2 separate regions of the Macaca mulatta genome follow, and region 2 is linked to region 1. The links are chromatin contacts, called in public Hi-C maps. All regions are on one chromosome and are shown on one strand. Each heading gives the region's core, a stretch centred on a gene start, on an enhancer-like site or on the middle of the called end of the contact. The rest is flanking DNA. Distances are from core to core; before and after follow the strand shown.

Region 1 (3,880 bases), core at 934-3,433:
GGCTTCTTTTCTAGAATATTTTCTATTTTGTCCTTACAGTTTTTCAATGCTAAAATTGCTAAGCTGATTCTTAAAAACTTAGAATTTTGATTGTGAATGCATAAAACTTAGGGATAGCATTTATTTTATTTAATCTTCACATATAGGTTTATGATATGTTCCTCTACTTAAGTTTTTTATACCAACCTTTATGACCATTTGGAAAAAGGATAAGTAGAATGGGAAATCAGAAGCCAGACTATATGCAGTTAACAGAAGATCAAGAAATGGAAACAATTGAGAACACTTTATTCCTTTGAGGCATTTGGAGAAGAGAAAATGAAAGATAGGGTATATGAAACTGAAAGAAGAAATTTTCAGGAAAGGAAGAATTTATGACTACAAACAGAGAAATAAGCCAATGGGGAATGGCCCTGAAGATGAGAGAGGATACTTGATGGAAAGAGAAAAAGATCAGAAGGTGCTACCCATAGGAACAAAAGCATGCGTGGTAGGAGGAAAGATGCAGGAAGATAATAGAGAAAAGGTGAAGAAACTGGCTAATTGAGCCAAATACCCTAGATTAGCGTGCTCAATTATGTTTTAGAACTAACTTTGATGTACTGTGCAACATCTATACTACTTTAAATAGTGGATGGCTATCACGGTGCAAGAGGACACATCTGTTCTATTTCAACAGTTAAGTATGAGTCTCCTAACTCACCTCGTTTCCCTTATACCCATCTAGTGGCACTTAAACTTGTTTACTTAATTGGCACAGGCTTCATACTGCAGTACTTTTGCTCCTAAGGAGGCATTTTTCTGTGTTGGTTTCCTTTCCCGGCCAGAGGCTGCCATATAGTGGGATGTGGGACTGAATTTGGAAGCAGGGTTGGATGGGTGTGTGTTGATTAATAACCATGGATGGATTTCATCCTGTAAATTGCACAATCCCCATCTCCAATCTATCTGGCCGTTTTTGTGAACCTCTGAAAAACGGTTTACGATTATACATTTGCTTAAACCTAACTGTTCCATCTGCCATCGGATAAGACAAGCTTCATTTTTTTCTTATATTTGGCTGCACTCACCACAGGTGCTTTAAGGCTGGAGGTGAAAGGATGCAAGTAACAATCTTATCGTGCCTACAAGATTTATAATGTGGGATGTAACAAAATTCTGTTATGTTCTTGCACGAAAATACCCTCAGTGGGGAAGCACTGCTGATACTTAAATGACGATTGAAGGATTGTACGCTTGTAGGCTGAGCTACAACGATGACATACGATCCCAGTTTTACATTTACGTCTTCATCAATTTGGGCAGTCGTTATGTTTCCTACTATTCTCTCCACATGAAAGGGGGAGGTGCGTACTCCAAAAATGTGCTCAACTAAAATGTTTCCCATTTAAGGTGGCTATTTCCTGCACTAGGAAGACACTTAAATATTTGTTAATGATTCCTTATTCATTTTTAAAACCTTCGGAGTGACCCCGTTATGGAAATATATAGAGCCCCACCCACATCGCCCGCGGGTGGGTATCAGCCCCCATTTCCCTTCTCTCGCCACTGCCAGTACTCTACCAAGTGAACCTGCCTCATCCCAAAGATAATTTTGCTTCATGAGTCCACATATTTATTCTTCATAATGAGTCGCTTTTGAAAAGCCTTGCAGCAACGGCCTTGCCAAAGGAACAGCGTTCTGCTTACAACTTAGCTTATCTGGGGGCCTACTTGCCCCTGGAACTTCAGGACGCTCCTAAACTATACTTGCCCTTCTGCAAACACCGACAGTCGGCTCGCGGCGCCCCACCCGGACGCTCCCCTTTTATGGGCTGTGGGCCCAGCACACGTTGGAGTTTACCACGGTTCCTGCTGGATGCGCACAGAAGCCCTGGAGCCAAGCAGGCGTGTGCGCGTTTGGGGCTGGCTGTGTGATGGGTTGGGGGTCGGCCGCACAGCCCACGGAAGCATCAGGAGACCAGCGCCGGTCTACCGTGCGGGCTAGGGCAGAGCCCCAGACTCACCTGGCAGCGCCACCGGCCGGAGAGCGGAGAGGGACGCGAAGATCAGGAAATTCGCCAGTTTGGATGCTTGTCCTTTTCCGCACTTTTCCCCCCATTAAATCCAGAACCCGTCACATGATAATTAAGAAAAAAATTCAGTTCCGCCTCCCCAAAACACTGCGTTATAGGATCTCTCAGTCCTACCTCAGTGCCGCGCCCACATCCGGGGCTGGTTCTCACCGCCCCTGAGCCTATCCTATAGGTAGGGAGGACGCCAATCTGGATTCAGAGGTCCCTTTTCCGCGGTAATTGGACCATTTGTCCTCCGGTGTAAACCAACCGACTTTCCTAACTTTCGGGTTGGACAGAAAGGCGGCAATAAAAAGCCCCATTGGTCCCGCCTCTCTACTGTCACGGGTTAGGAGGGAAATCAGTCCAAGTTCAGCCTGGAGTTTCCGTGCTCCCATTGGGCCCACAGATGTTAATCAGAGCAGCCGGCGCTCAGCTCCGCCCTCTCGGGACGCCCCGCCCCTCCTCCCATCCTCCCTGCCCGCGCGCAGTGACTGCAGGCTCCGGCGCAAAATCCTGCGGGAGAGGGGGTGGGGCAACGCTCTGGAGGCAGCGCGCCCGCCGGCAGCCTCGTTGTGGCTCCTCGGGCTCTGTCGGCGGCGGCGCTAGCCTCGGAGTCTCCCGCGCGCACCTCAGCCGCCTCCTAGCGGCGCGGCGCCCGCTCCTACGGTAAGAGCGGCATCACCTCCGCGCTCGGGTGGGCCGTGTGGAGGTCGTCGAGTTCTGACACAATCTCGAGGATGGATCGGGACGAGGGAGGATAGCGGTCGTCGGGATGGAGGTGGGGGCTCCGGGGCCAGCGCGTCGCCCTCCGCCGCCGGCGTCTTTCCCGGCAGTCTCCCGTACCTGAGGGCCGGAGTCAGCCGCGACCCCCTCCTATCAGTCGGCTGGTGGCGGAGGCTCAGCCGCCTTCCCCCCGAGCTCGCGCGGTCCTCAAGCCTTGATGGTGACGGGCCGAACCCCAGCACCGCCACCCGCCCCTCGGGCCCCGCTCCCAGGCCCCTGTCCTTTGCTTCCTTCCCTTAGCGCTGTGCTGAGGGGACGTCGGGTCCTGGAAGGGCGTTCAGGGGTCTCGGGTGGCTAGCCCGGCGGGCAGGGAGAGGTCAGCTAGCGGCCGGAGGAGCGGGCTCGGGGAGGGGGGGGGGCGGCGGCTCGCGCGCTGGCGGAGGTGGAAGGAGGGTCGCTGCCCTGCCCCCTCTGAGCAGGCGGCAGTCGAGTTTTCCGATCCCAACACGGCGGAGAGGGTGCTGAGATGCTAGGCATGGGCCTTAAGGGGTAGTTCCCGTCTGGAAACAATACCGTGCTCCAACAGCATGCTTCGGTTTTTCTTATTTTTATCTGCCCAGTGTTGACAGCCAGCATTCTGGTATTGTCCTTCGAGTCATGGCTTTCTAACTCAGCACCTCCTTGTGTAACTTCAGGGATCATTCTGTCACTAATCTGTCACCCTTTTTATTTTTAGCGTGGCAAAAACAAGGAACTGCCTTATACTAACCTGTGCAGGATCTGGAACAATTTATTAATCTCAGTGCGTACTTTACATGCCAAGTAATTTTGAAATTCATGGTGAATATTAAATATTTTGTAGTTTTCGGTTACTTTCTTTGTGTATAGTATATCCTCCTTGCTTTGAGACTACTTTTTAGGTGTGATACTTTAATCTTACAGTTTTTGGTTAGCTTTTGCCATTTTAAAACGTTTTTTTCATTTTTTTTCCTCCAAGACTTTGGCTAGAGACTTAGTATTTGATCTTGTTTTCAGGTATTTTTGTAAAGTTTGTTTTCTTTCAAACTGGGCTTTTTTCACCGTATTTTTAATACTGGAAG
Region 2 (3,709 bases), core at 902-3,401, 110 kb before region 1:
ATTTACTCATTTAACAGGTAAGAAAACAGAGGACCTAACAAGTGAAGCAGCCAGACTAAGGTCACGAAACTAGTGCATTAGCAGATGATTTCCAGCCTAATCCTCTCGGTCCACTCTCCCACCAATGCTAATTTTCTTGAAGACATCTGCTGCCAGTCAATTCCAATTAGAAAGTTTTCATGTTACACATTCAATAATTTTATTACTTTAAAAAATTTGAGGCACCTAAAAATAAGACCATAAACCAATATTAAATTTGACTTCAGAACATTTTTTTTTTTTGAGATGGAGTCTCACTCTGTTGCCCAGGCTGGAGTGCAGTGGCGCGATCTCGGCTCACTGCAGTCTCCACCTCCAGGGGTCAAGTGATTCTCTTGCCTCAGCCTCCCGAGTAGCTGGGACTACAGGCGTGCACCACCACGCCTGGCTAATTTTTTTTTTGTATTTTTAGTAGAGACAGGGTTTCACCATGTCGGTCAGGGTGGTTTCGAACTCCTGACCTCAGGTGATCCACCCACCACCGCCTCCCAAAGTGCTGGGATTACAGGCGTGAGCCACTCACCGCTCTTGGCCGAAAAAAAAAAAAAATTCTTAAAAATATTCTTTAAAAAATGAATAAATTGGCACTGTCACCCCGGCTGGAGTGCAATGGCAGATCTCAGCTCACTGCAACCTCCGCCTTCCGGATTCAAGGGCTTCTTCTGCCTCAGCCTCCAGAGTAGCTGGGACTACAGGGGCGTGCCACCAAGCCCAGCTAATTATGTATTTTTAGTAGAGACAGGTTTTCACTATGTTGGCCAGGCTGTTCTCGAACTCCTGACATTGTGATCTGCCCACCTCGGCCTCCCAAAGTGCTGGGATTACAGGCGTGAGCCACCGCGCCTGGCCACATTCCTTATCTTTTAAGCTAAAACCCATCTCCCCAAATTGCTTATCTTTGAAGCAAAAATCAAAGCACATGCTTACAAAACATCCAACACGCAGTGTGCTTACTAAATGCTAAAATACAGAAATCGAAAAAAACAATTCTTGTCTTTCAAACATCTATAAATAATCGCCAACAAATTTTTCTTGGCAACTCTAAGTTATAATAATTATTATAAAATAAAAATCTTAAGGCCGGACACGGTGGCTCACGCTTGTAATCCTAGCACTTTGGGAAGAGGAGGTGGGCCGATCACCTGAGATCAGGAGTTCGAGTCCAGCCTGGCAAACATGGTAAAACCCCGTTTCTAATAAAAACACAAAAATTAGCCGAGCATGGTGTCGGGCGCCTGTAATCCCTGTTATTGGGGAGGCTGAGGAAGGAGAATAGCTTGAATCCGGGAGGCGGAGGTTGCAGTGAGACGAGATCGCGCCACTGCACGCCAGCCTCGACGACAGAGCAAAACTCTGTCTCAATAAATAAACAAAATAAATAAATAAATAAAAAATGTTAAGGGTCTAGCCACAACAGTTCAAAAAAGTCTCCAAATCCAGGCAGACTCTCTCCTTCAAGCTTGTAAGTAATCCGAAAGTTCTAGAGTTGCCGGAAGTTATCTCCCTCAATGGATTAGAGCACATGATCTAGCAATAATAACGTACCTTGTCACCACATCAAATGATTTTGAACACCTCCCATCATCGACTACCGACTAACAAAAAGAAGGACTTGATTCCCGGCAAATTTTTCTCTTCTGAACTGAGCATCCCCGAAATCCAGCTTTCTGAACGCGCAGATGCACGGTGAGCGGTACCCCAGGAAAAATGGAAGGGAAAGTGGTACAAGCTAAAAGTCTTCTTGGCAGCAGAGACGATCGCTACCTGGGCCAAGACAGATCTGGGGGTCCAGGGCAGGGATTCTTCCCTGATATCCACCCGGCACCCGAGTTCACGCTGGCAACAGTGGAAAGCCCTCCCCTCGCAGAGCAATCCGCCACTAGCCGCACCCCGCCGAGCTCTGACCTCCAAAGAGGGTCCCTTTGGCGATCCCGCCCCTTCGTCTGATGTTTGTGCCTTTGATTGGCTCTTAGGTGGATCTCTCAGCGTGGCTCGCCCAATGGAGGTCCCGGTCGGTGGCCCGGTCGCTCCGCCCCTTCCCTAGCCCACGCGGAGGGCCCGCCCCCTGCCCCGCGCCGGCTAGCGGAGGAGAGTAAATACAACAGAAGCGCAAAATGGCGGAACCGCCGAGCCCAGTGCACTGTGTCGCTGCCTCCGCCCCCACCGCCACCGTCTCGGAGAAAGAACCGTTTGGCAAGCTGCAGCCCTCCTCCCGGGACCCTCCGGGTTCTCTGTCCGCCAAGAAGGTCCGGACTGAGGAGAAGAAGGCACCGCGGAGAGTGAACGGAGAAGGGGGCAGCGGCGGGAACAGCAGGCAGCTGCAGCCGCCGTCAGCTCCTTCGCCTCAGAGCTATGGCAGCTCCGCGTCTTGGAGCTTTGCCCCTCTGTCTGCTGCTCCCTCCCCGTCCTCTTCTCGGAGCAGTTTCTCTTTTTCCGCTGGCACGGCCGTTCCCTCTTCAGCCTCCGCTTCCTTGTCTCAGCCGGTGCCGCGCAAACTGCTGGTCCCTCCTACGCTGCTGCACGCTCAACCTCACCATCTCCTTCTGCCCGCCGCCGCCGCTGCCTCGGCTAACGCTAAGTCGCGCAGACCTAAAGAGAAGCGGGAGAAGGAGAGGAGGAGGCACGGTCTCGGCGGGGCCCGAGAGGCCGGCGGGGCCTCCCGGGAGGAGAACGGGGAGGTGAAGCCGCTGCCCCGAGGTGGGTGCCGTGCGGGGAGGGGGAGGGGAGGGTGCCGCGGGTCCCCGCCGCCCCACTGGCGCCCACGGGGCCCGGGAAGGGGGAGCGCGGCGGCCTCGTGCGCCAGCCTGGACGGGCCGGGAGGCGTCCGGTTTTCAGCAGAGGATTTTGCAGTTCCCAAGGGGATAGGAAATGGAGCCTGTAATTTCGGTTGCAGAGAAGGGGATGGCCGACGCTCTTATTTTCTGTATCGTTTCTTCCTCCCAGTTAGTGCGCTGCAGGATTTGTAAAAATCCATCTTGAGGACTCCCCTAGGTGTGTTTGGCTAGGGAGAGAGATGGAGGGAACGGGATGGGGGAAGGGTTTGGTCTTGTAAAAGATGCTCGGTTGATTGTTAGGCCATTTAGACGTGGTCGCGGGAATTCGTATTTGTGACACAGCGTTCAACCCCGGATAATCCTGTCAAAAAGGGGTGTGGAGAGAGCACTGGCGTCAGCTGGAAGCTACCAGAGGCCTGAGCTTTTCATCCCTATTAGGGAAATGAGGTAGCGTACAGGGCCCGAAGTGCGCTGTTTCGTAAGGTACCCTCCCTGCACCCTACTCTCCGCTGCGTGTTCTTAAGTGTTTTGGGTGGTCCTGTTTGAAATAGCACCCTTCTGAAAGAATTTTCAGCCATATTCTTTTTTTCCTGCAGCAAATGATAAGAGCCAGGAGCTTTGACGATTTTTGGACAGGTCAAGCGGCTGCAGATTGTTTGAGCATTAGAAAAAGGCAGATTCTTAAGGGTTCTTGTCAGAGAGGGTCAGTTTTGTTTTTAAATGTAGGCTAGTCGTATAATTTTTCAGATAGTGTTTCTTTAAAATAGGTGTTTCTGCCACTTCAGCTACGGATACATAATGATCTGACAGTAGTGCAATATACAGACTAGGTGAAAATCAAATCTTTATGTGATCGCAAGCTTAAAGCGCATGATCTTCATTATAAATGTGCACTG

The links. A called contact is a pair of places that touch in the nucleus more often than the background predicts.
Region 2: a contact with region 1 is called in a Hi-C map of fetal cortex germinal zone, with 2.3 times the contacts expected there. The contact joins the promoter of RSBN1L here to the promoter of TMEM60 in region 1. A contact is called at or near these places in 2 of 14 Hi-C or Micro-C datasets (fetal cortex germinal zone and fetal cortical plate).

What each region holds. Positions count from the first base shown.
Region 1 is chr3:141,722,402-141,726,281 of T2T-MMU8v2.0, reverse strand. TMEM60 (transmembrane protein 60) reads right to left here and starts at 2,183. Exons shown (of 2, transcript NM_001193703.1): 1 at 2,007-2,183. It also overlaps a transcript of PHTF2 not described here.
Region 2 is chr3:141,836,984-141,840,692 of T2T-MMU8v2.0, reverse strand. It overlaps RSBN1L (round spermatid basic protein 1 like), which reads left to right and starts at 2,151. Exons shown (of 8, transcript NM_001257886.1): 1 at 2,151-2,736. The coding sequence starts at 2,154. It overlaps LOC144339904 (a long non-coding RNA gene), which reads right to left and starts at 1,941. Exons shown (of 3, transcript XR_013415477.1): 1 at 1,585-1,941.